2 separate regions of the Pan troglodytes genome follow, and region 1 is linked to region 2. A link is a contact called in public Hi-C data. All regions are on one chromosome and are shown on one strand. The core of a region is the stretch at or near the end of the contact, and the rest is flanking DNA. Distances in the headings are between cores, read along the strand shown.

What was found. A called contact is a pair of places that touch in the nucleus more often than the background predicts.
Region 1: a Hi-C map of stem cell-derived neural progenitor cells shows a contact between it and region 2, with 3 times the contacts expected there. The contact joins the enhancer-like site here to the promoter of SPRY1 in region 2. A contact is called at or near these places in 1 of 7 Hi-C or Micro-C datasets (stem cell-derived neural progenitor cells) and 1 of 1 datasets of contacts at active chromatin or transcription factors (stem cell-derived excitatory neurons).

What each region holds. Positions count from the first base shown.
Region 1 is chr3:124,771,287-124,776,571 of NHGRI_mPanTro3-v2.0_pri, reverse strand. All of the region lies in intron 3 of LOC104006192 (a long non-coding RNA gene), which reads right to left. Among named protein-coding and RNA genes, the nearest start is that of TRNAC-GCA, 91 kb to the right of the region's middle. Within about 2 kb of position 2,006, at least 7 of the 24 cell types and tissues checked have an H3K27ac peak or open chromatin away from gene starts, as enhancers often do. A contact at or near this core is called in stem cell-derived neural progenitor cells, where this site is marked.
Region 2 is chr3:124,569,873-124,575,349 of NHGRI_mPanTro3-v2.0_pri, reverse strand. SPRY1 (sprouty RTK signaling antagonist 1) reads right to left here and starts at 1,518. Exons shown (of 2, transcript XM_517428.8): 1 at 1,388-1,518.

The DNA.
Region 1 (5,285 bases), core at 757-3,256, 200 kb before region 2:
TGGGAATGCTGTAGCTGGTTTGATCTTTTATCCAGACCACTTAAACTTTCTCCATATCAACATAAGGCTGTTGCACTTTCTTTTCCTTTCTTTTCTTTTTAAATAGAGACAGGGTCTCACTATGTTGCCCAGGCTGGTCTCAAACTCCCAGGCTCAAGTGATCCTCCTGCCTTGGCCTCCCAAAGTGCTGGGATTAGAAGAGTGAGCCACCATGCCCGGCCTCTGTTGTGCTATCTTATCATTAATGTGTTCATTGGAATAGTACTTTTAATTTCTTCAAGAACTTTTCCTTTGCACTCACAACTTGGCTGTTTGGCACAAGAGGCCTACCTTTTGGCCTATCTTGACTTTAACATGCCTTCCTCACTAAGCTTATTCATTTCCAAATTTGATTCAAAGTGAGAGACTTGCAACTCTTCCTTTCACTTGAACACTTAGAAGCCATTGAAGGGTTATTCGTTGGCCCCATTTCAATATCGTGTGTCTGACGGAATAGGGAGGCCCCAGAGAGACGAGAAAACCATTGGTATGTGGAACAGTCAGAACACACCATCTTGTATGGGGGCAGTTCATGGTGCCCCCACCAAAATTACAATAGTGACATCAAAGATCATGATTACAGATCACTATAACAGATATAATAATAATTGCAGCAAACCACCATGGCACATGTATACCTATGTAACAAATCTGCACGTTCAGCACATGTATCCCAGAATTTAAAGTAAAATTTAAAAATATATATAATAATAATGAAAAAGTTTGAAATATTGTGAAAATTACCACAGTATGACACAGAGACACTAAGTGGGCACATGCTGTTGGGAAGAATAGGGCTGATAGACTTGCTCAATGCAAGGTTGCCACAAACCTTCAATTTGCAGAAAACGCAGCACCTTTGAAGCACAATAAAACAAGGTGTGCCTCTAAAGCTCTAACACAGATCCTGGCTTGGGTAGATGGTTAGTGAATTATATCAGCTTGATTCATTCATTCTACAATTCTGACAGAGCATTACTATCTACCAGTCAGTATCAGCTTTTCTGAAAGATTAGGGAAAGATCATTAACCTTTAGTGAGTGTTTTTTTTCTTTTCTCACATCATAATGGTCCTCAAGATTCAGAATCAGCCGCAGTTGAAATTTAACAAGGACAGTGAACCGACTTCTTCTCCAAAGAGGCAGTTGTATAAAGAGCCGCGTTGATAAAAGTCCTGACTGTCTCATTCTCCACAAGGATTTCTACATAGGTCTAATTTTCATTTTCACAATAAGCCTCAGTATTCACCACATGCAAGTATTTAACTTCGAAACCTCAAAATAATCAATCTCTATCATATTATTGTTCTTAAGCAGCCAGAAATCTCTTCAGAGACTTTATTAGAAATGTTGGTAATCCTTCAAAATGCCAATTGGCGTCTTTTTCAAACTGTTCTGTAACATCATCTCTATCATCATCCTCCACAGATACCTCCAGAAGGATTCTAGTCAATAAGTTACTTAAAGTGTTCACCACACATGTGGGATTAGATACAGATGAGTGGTTGTAATATATTTCAGAGGTCACTGTAAATGCAGAAAGGAAATAGCTGCATATTCTATTTCCTCAAGACAAAATTTGTTTATAGGAATTATTGATTAAAAACATTAAAACAATTTCTGTGTTCACAGAGTACCTTCCTTTCAGTGATTGCAGTCACCAATAAAATTTGTGGTTAAAATATGTCTTAAAATATGTACCACATTTAGATTTGAAATAAGCAGAGAAGGAAATGTTGAATTGTTTTGAGAGGAGAAAAAAAAGAAAAAAAAAATCAGTAAAAGGGAAGCATAGATGGATTTCTTACCTTAACTGCCAAAAATGAGACTGAGTCTCAAAATCTTTTTCTTTCTATAATTTACCAAAGTGAAGGGAGTCAGAGAAATTAGGACTCAATTATCCAGATTCCTAAACAATGGGTCCTGCAGTCACCAGTTAATTGTTTAAGCCTCCACTTCCTTTTGTCTGTGTTTTCTGGGGTGGGAGGGAGGAAAAGAGAAAGGGAACACATAGAAAACAGATGTGGAAAGAAATATTTATCAACAAAAAGTCTTGGCAAACCATGATTTTTATATCGTCCTTGCACTATATTTTCCAAGTTTCCTAGTTTTCTCAAACCCCAAAGAATTTGTAGCTAGAGAGGAAAACCAAAGCTTTTTATATGTTTTCCACAGGATTAGGAAGGCATATTTGGAGAATTCTGATGCTTTTCCCTTAACCTAATATTAATACATGTTTTTGACTCAAGGAATTTCTGTCAGAGAATGGGAGAAATAAAAGGTTCATTTAGCTGGTTTGTTCTGTCCTTGGACTTCCAGGCAGAATAAACAGCACCTTGTGACAAAGGCGGGCCACACGCTGGCTGAGCTCCAGGCAGACACTGGGGGATGCAGTCTGTTTATCAGACAGCACATTGTCTTAACCAGGATGTGGTTGGCTTTTGTAACAAGAAGTATGCAAATAAGTTTCCCAGAGACCCAACACCCTGTTCCCCACCACACTTGTTCCTTCAGTAGACACATGCTAATGGTGGCTGCCCTGAGAACAGAAGAGAGAGCCACAGAAAGAGGAGAGGAAGAGGAAGTGTCCTGAATTAGCCAGATTAGCCAATGGATCTTTTCAAGAAATACACCACAAAGAATACAACTCCAAGCCACCCTGATTCCCCAAAAAAAAAGCATTTTAAAATAATATTGAATATTTTTTAATGTTCAAAAATGTTAAAACTTCTGAATCTGGGTTCATTTATTCTCAGTACAGAGGAAGGCAATGAGGCTTTGAAATGCTGCATGTTCTCTCCAGAAAAATTGCATCACCAGACTCTTCATCAAACCTCTGCCAAGAACGTCTTTCTCAACTTCAGTTGCCTCATATATAAAAAGGTGCTAATAATAGTACCTATGATGTATGGTTGCTGGAAGGATTAAATGAGGTAATTAATAGAAAACAATTTAGCACAATGCCCAGCACACAATCTGGGCTCTGAAAATGCTAGCAGGTTGTATATTATGCTTTATTGAGCTGTGTATCATAAAAACACAAAGAATGAAAGAAAAGTACCAGAGGGAAAGAACTTGAAGTGGTAAACGTAATTACTGAGAAGGAAGAACAGTATCCCACTTGCTACTAGAAAGAGTTTAATGAATTACTAGTTTCTATAGACTTTGGAGTCAGACAGGCCTGGTTTTACATAACCTTGGGAAAATTTCCTAATCTTATCTGTGTCTAGGTTTCTTTATCTGTAACATGAGTTTAACACCCACCAAGCAGGGTTTTAGGAGTAAATGAGACAATACATGAAAAGGTTCACCTTCTTTCAGTCTCCTCACATCACCTTTACATGAAAGTGAGTAACACAGCACCAGGCAAACATAGTCACTGAATAGTGGTTATTATGTGTTTGCTTTATTTACACAATCCTACGATTGGGTTTAAATTCCAGCTCTGCCACTTTATTGCTGTGTAATTTTAGGCCAGTTGCTTAACCTTTCTGGGCTTCAATTTCCTCCACAGTAAAATGGGGCTCCATAATAATACCTATCTCAACAGGTTTGCTGTGAGGATCAAGTGAGCTAATTCCTACAAGGCCCTCAGAACTAGCTCATGGCACTAAATAAAGACTGGCCACTATTGGTTGTAATCATAGTCTTACTACTTGATGCCAACAGTTAATTTCATTTTACTGCTACATTCTGTAAGGCATGGAATGGCTATTTGGCATAACTGTAATCAGACTGCCATTTCTGGCCATTAGAATTGCACTGGATATCTTTGCAAACGTTCATATAATCCAAAGCACTGACATTAATTATGTCTCATTATTTCAAAATGATTTATTCAAAGTAGGCAAAGAATGGTTTTCTCCTGATGGTTGGGTTCACCTTCTTTCAGTCTCCTCACATCACCTTTCATTCATGAAATAATCTCTCTCTTTGCCAGGGCAAATGAATGGGAAATCAATATCAAAATGATTTCAGAAAAAGAATTCAGTCTTACAGACTTCGGTTACTCAATATACTTTAAACTGGAAAATGTTTCATTTGCTACTTCCACATTTCTACAATTTCTACTCCTATATAAGCAAATGCAGATGACCCAGCAGTGGCCCTCCTCTGATGCCTGTAATATGTAACTTAGGTTTTGTTGTGATTTTCCTTTCACTTGCCTGTCTTCCCAACTGTTGAGTATTTGAAAGGAGTATTACTCCTCTCTTTCAGATTTGTAACTTCTGTAACTAACACATAGCACTGTGGTGTCCGAAGCCACTTCACCTGTGTTCAAATCCCAGCTTTAACATTTAATAGCTTTGTGACTATGGCTAAGTCACTGAAATTCTCTATGCCTCAGTTCTTTATCTATAAAAATAAGGATGATAATAATAACAACCTCATGAGATTTCAGTGAAGATTAGAGATCCTAATACATGGAAAGGGCCTCAGTTCTTCGTCTATAAAAATAAGGATGATAATAATAACAACCTCATGAGATTTCAGTGAAGATTAGAGATCCTAATACATGGAAAGGGCTTAGAACAGAGTCAGACTGAGGAATCATAGTTAATACTGTATTATTTTGCTATTATTAATATTGGTGATAACTGGCTGGCATGTTCTTACTCTCATACAGCTTATGTATCACTGCTTGAGGCAAATTAATGAATATATCAATAAAATTAATCAGGTAATAATATGTGCTGTGATTGATATAGGAAAGGGTACTGTGATGAAGTGTGACTGAAAGACTACTTTAGATTGGATGGTCAGAGAAGGCCTCTCAAAGGATATGATGATTGAAGGTAAAACCAGGAAAAAGCCAGCCTTAAGAAGTCATGGAGAAAGAGCATTCCATAGACAGAGAAAACTACCCAAAAGCCTTAAGGCAGGAAGGAGCTTGTCTTGTTCCACAGCAGAAAGAATGTCAGTGTGGTTTGGCTGGAGTGTAGTCAGCAAGGCAGAGAGGGATAGGAAATGATGCCAGAGAGGTAGGCATTGGCTAGAAAATATAGACACCTAGAACCTGAGAGAGAATTTAAACGTATTTCAAGTATAAGGAGTTACCTTTGTTGGGTCTTGCAAATTTACATGATCTCATTTATATTTTCGAATAATCACTCTGGCTGCTATGTAGATCGGAATCAAGGAGATAAACTTGGAGGCTCTTGCAGTAATCCAACCAAAACAAAACAAACAAAAAGAGGAGGTAGCTTATATTAGGATGGGAGTGGTGGAGACAAAAAGTAGATGGAG
Region 2 (5,477 bases), core at 269-2,768:
GAAAAGCCCATTTTCAAGCAGTGACAGTCTTGGACAAGCCCCAAACACGCTCACACGCGCTCGGCACACTGCCTTCCCCAAGAAAACGCGAATGGAAGTAGAATACCTTTTCGGACAATCCCATCACCATACTAAGGATCACCGTGGATTTCCAACACACTTTTTGCGTGGCCCACCAAGGTTTCTGACAAATCATGAAGAGTCTTCAGCGTCCACGCGGGAGCCCAAAGCAAGCCCACGGTCTGGCTGACCCTAAGCAAGGATTTGTCTATGCTTTAAAGGAAAAGCTGGGTTCACCGAGGGCCGAGGAGAAAGCAGCCAGCGCAGGGGCGGCCACATTGCAAGTTACCACGGTGGAGCTGCGCCCTCTGCAATCCGCACTGAATAAATAGTTGACGGAAGAAGGAAAAGGAAAAAGTTATGAATGAAAACAAGTTCTTTCTCCCTCTCTCTGGTAGGAGGAGGGGAGGAGGCTGAGGTTACCATGAGCTCAGGAGGGCGGACTTCCCCACTTTTTTTTTTTGAGCCGGAGTCTCACTTTGTCTCCCAGGCTGGAGTGCAGTGGCGCGACCTTGGCTCACTGCAACCTCCGCCTCCCGGGTTCAAGCGGGTCTCCCGCCTCAGTCTCTCGAGTAGCTGTGACTACAGTCGCGCGTCACCACGGCCGGCTAATTTTTGCATTTTTAGTGAAGACGGGGTTTCATCAGTTGGTCGGGCTGGTCTCGAACTCCTGACCTCAGTTGATCAGCGCGCCTCGGCCTCCCCAAGTGCTGGGATTACAGGCGTGAGCCACCGCGCCCGGCCGACTTCCCCACTTTTAAAGTGGCAGTGCCCTCTCCCTTCCCCTGTCTTTGCACTGAGCTCCAAACCAGAAGAAAGTTGCGGCTGGCTTTGGGGCTGCCTAATTCTATCGAGGGGATAATCGGCGAATTCCGGAGATGTGCCTACACACACACACACGCACACACACAGCCTTTGTCGTCCCCCTGCTTGACGCACACTCCTCCAAAGAGGGCCCCCGGGGACATCCCCAGAGCCGCCTGAAATCCCCCTTGGGCGTGAAGGGCTCTCCGAGAGAACAACCTGGGCCACCGCGCCGCCGCTCCGGGTAATCGGGGATGGAGGAGACCCTGTCCTGTTACGTTCCGCAGCCGCGGACCGTCGCCCACCCCGCCACCCAACCTTGAGCCCCCAGAAGCCGCCGCCCCCAGGGGGCAGGGAGCGGCGGGAGGGGCCGCGCCGAGCGAGGTCGTCCCTCCCCTCCCCTCCTCTCCCGGAGTCCTGGCTCGGGCAGCAGCGCCGCCGAGTCCGCACCTGCCGCGCCGAGCGAGCCCCGCCCGCGCGCCTACAGCCCAGCGGGCCGAGGGCGGCCGCCGCACACACTCACCTAAGCCGAAGCGATGGCCGGGGGCCAAGCCGTGCGACCCGGCCCAGGTCCTGGTGCGGGCGGCGGCGTGCACGTGCCGCATCAACCGCGGCGGGGAGGGCGAGGCGGCATCGCCGGAGCTGGAGCGCCTCGGCCCGCGGCCTCCCCCGCCCCCGCCGCCACCGGCCAGGAGCGCTCCCCGCGGCCCCCTTCCGGCTGCGGAGGGCAGTTCTCCCGCGGCTCCGCGCGGCCGGGCCCGGACCTCTCACGGCTGGTGCTCGCCGGGCGGCTCAGTAACATCCACCTCGGGAGGTCTTCTCCTGCAGCCCCTTTCCAAGAACCAGTTTTTACAAATCCTTTCAGGAAGGCTCCCCAAGTCTCAGAAAAACAAGTAGGGGAGTGGCGGAGTCGAGTGCGTGACGGGCCAGCTGACGGCACGGTGTGCTCAGAGAACTCGGGTTCTAGTCGCTCCTCGCAAGGAACGAAGGAAGGGATGGCGGCCTCCTGACGAGCGAAAAATCCACGTCACGGGCGTTCGAGACTCCGCAGCGCCCGGGTCGGGGCCCGAACCGGCGTCGGCGGGTGGATCACGGAGCCGCGCAGTACCCCGGCGAGACCTCGGAGCACGCGCCTGCCAGGCAGAGGCTGCCGCGGCCAGGAGGGGGAGGGGGATTTTTTTACCCTTTTTTTTTTTTTTTTTTTTTTTTTTTTTTTAGCGGGGAGGAGTGAAGAGAGTGAGGTTTGGGGATCCTTCTCGAAGAGAGAAAGGCGGGCGTCGTCCCTTGTCCCCCGCGCAGGCCGACGCGCTTAGCCGATTCCGCACGTTGGGCAAGTGGGGGCACAGCGTCCCCGGGCACTCCGGTCCCGGCAGGTCAGCCTCTCCCGGGCAGCGCTCACACCCAGTCCTCCGAGCCTGGGGTTCCACGGCCGAAATGCCTGCGACACAGAATTAGAGATAGAAGCTTGTGAATGTCCCTTTCTTCGAAAGGCTGGGACCCGGGGCGGGCCGCTGGCCAGCTCGCCCGCAGCCCGTTGCCATGTGCTCCCTGTTGCTGCTCCCAGTGATTGACAGGCCGGCGCACAGTCGGCGTGTCAGCCGCGAACCAAAGTAACATGCAGTCCTGCACGTTTTTGCCGAGGTGCTTTTGCCCCCTGGAATGCCTAGGAGTTCAAACAACGTTCAAGCAACGCCTCTGCGCGTTAGGAATCAATACACAGAGACGGGAAATTCAGGTTTTAAACCAATGCTTCGCTCGGGCTTCGGTCGCCAACAATGCCTAAACAAACACGCATTTGGTCCATACACCGAGTGCTAGCCCCTCTTCGCATAAAGGCATTAACGGCTCTGTGTTTCACAAATTCGATCGTTTCAGACTTTAAACGTCTACTGTTCGGTTAAGGAAAGGTGAAAGGGACCCTGCTTTTTCTTTTAGCGGTAGCATTTACTTTAAGAGCATTAGTTTTAGCAGTGGGAATGCTACCGGTGTTTTGAAATGCAACCAGTAACCTTAGCTGGAAAGCAAGTTCAAATAAATAAATGTTCAGTTCCTTGCAAAAGTCAACATTTCTCACCTTATCTTTCCTAAAATGTCTACGGAAGGAAACGGTACTTACCTAATGCAAAGATTGCAAATTGCTTTTCAGGCACATTTAACAGCGACTGTAGCTGTTCCTTATCCAGGGCAGGGAAGCTGATAATCACTCTGCAAACCACTGCGTGCTTTACAGAGCGGTCTCACTCCGGCTCCGCGGAATTTCAGCTCCTTGCCTCCACCTCCACCTCCACTCCGGGACACGCCTCCGGTGATATCATGTGTCAATCACTCGGGCTGCCCGAAAACCTGGAACAGGATTTCCTTAACTATCGTTTCCTCTTTCGTTTATGTGTACCAACTTGGAAATGTTGCCCTACAGACTCGTGTAATAAACATCCTCTTAAAACTTCGGGAGTGCCTCTAAAAATTCTGCAAATGCAGTTTGTCATAGAGGAATACATTCGGATTTGGTTAGCAATCTTTAGTTGTCGATCTCAATTAAAAGGATTGGTGGACTCTACTCTTAAGTTGAATTAGAAAAGAATTGTGAAGAATAAAAGAAAATGAAAAAAGTTGTATGCCAAGCCATCACTTCTGACCAACTAGAGGGAAAACGTATATTGACACAAAAAGATGATTATATAACATTACAGTTCCTATTTACAACAAAGTTCAGAATATGTGAAACCTAAAGTTCAAAAGGTGGCACTCCTTACTGCAAATGTAATATAAGGATATGTAATAAAGGTGAAATTTTCTGCTGTGGGTTTTTTAAATAATTGCTTTACCTTGGCTTGTTATATGATTTCCCAAAAATCAAGCACATGGAGAAAAAACCAAATTCTTTCAATTTTGTAATATAGTTGTATAATTTTGCAAAAAATACAAACCCGTATATTTTTTAATTAGCTAAAAGTCAATTAATTAGAATAGAAAAAATTTATCAAGAAGTTTTATAATTCTTAGTAATAGCTGATATGACTGAAAAAAACACTTTAGGAAACTTGCTTTCTACTTTCTTACAAACTATGGGATTTTAGGCATTTATTATCAAAGTTGTGCCTTTTCATGCTGCAGTGAGGATAACTTTTTGTGGAATTGAAGGTTCCGTAGAAACTTTTAAAAGCCACCTAAAGACCAAAAACTTAGTGGAAAGGAAATATTTTTCCAGGTACTATATATCAGGAGTAGCTTAAAGTCTGGCAAAACAAAGCAAACAATAACAAAACTCTAGAATCTAAATCATATATACATATAAGTATGGAAATTTTTAGTTCAAAGTACATTTTTAGTCTCCTTATTTACAATAGCAAATGGTTCTGTTGAAACTATAAATATATACATACATAACACACACACGCACGCACACGCAGGACTTTCAAATGTCTGAGCACTTTCAAAAATTAAAGTTGTGTTTGGAATTGCCTCTAAAGAACACAGAGCATTGTTAAGAACATGAATAACAATAAAAAAGCATCACTAAAAAATAGCATAGAATAAGAATCAAGCCAAAAAGCTACATATTCACTCTTAATATTATGAATTGTATTAAAATAGGCTATTTAAAAGAATAAAATTGATTTCATTGTATTTTTTTCATAGATCTCATTAGATTTGGGGATGTAATGAAATTTTACTAGTGATGGATAGGTTTCTTGTGAATGTAATTGGAATAGACAAATCAAAAATAGAATATCATATCAGAGTATCTTATTTGGTTCTTCAAAACTATTACCACAGTTGTGAGCTGAGAGGTCAGTTCACCAATATGATAAAACCTGGAGAGGGAGCACTGAACATTCTACCTTCATAAATCCTACAAAATATATTTGAAAGATTTCTATTGCAAATACACTCTATTTCAACCAGAAATGTATTAAAATAATTTTCATGAGATCAAGTATTTTTAAATTATAATAATCAAATCCATGAGATTTTTATCTAAAACACCATCACCATGGGTCATGTTGTATTAAGAAATTAAATATGCTGTACAGAGTTGATCAATAACCCTCCATGTCATTTAGCACTAAAATGCATTAATATGTTTTTCTCTAAATATTACATTACAAATAAATGTACGTATAGCTCTGTCACCTTGGTTCTAAAAGACATTGAATGAAACCTGCCTCTCCTGATTCCCCGCAACTATAAGACTTTGTAGAAATTCTAAATTTTTAGCTTAAAGTATACATTGTTTTTCACTTGGTAAGTTTAATTACATTGTAACTTGACTAAAAATGGATAACGGGAGTATGAAATTTTTCCAAAAATGAAAAACAGTGCAAATATCAATGGGAAAAATCTTATAATAATTTTTAGTTTATTAAGATATGTCTAAATAAAGTGGAATGGAAAGTGAGCCCTGACTTGTCCTTAATTTTCATGTGAAAACAAGATTAGCCATCGCTTGTGTTAATTTGAGTTTTGAAAAAGAATAAAGTGAAATGAAAAAAATTCAGTAACTCCTCACAACTTCTAGTGATTAAAAAAAAAAATGGCCAGGCGTGGTGGCTCACGCCTGTAATCCCAGCACTTTGGGAAGCTGAGGTGGGCTGATCACCAGAGGTCAGGAG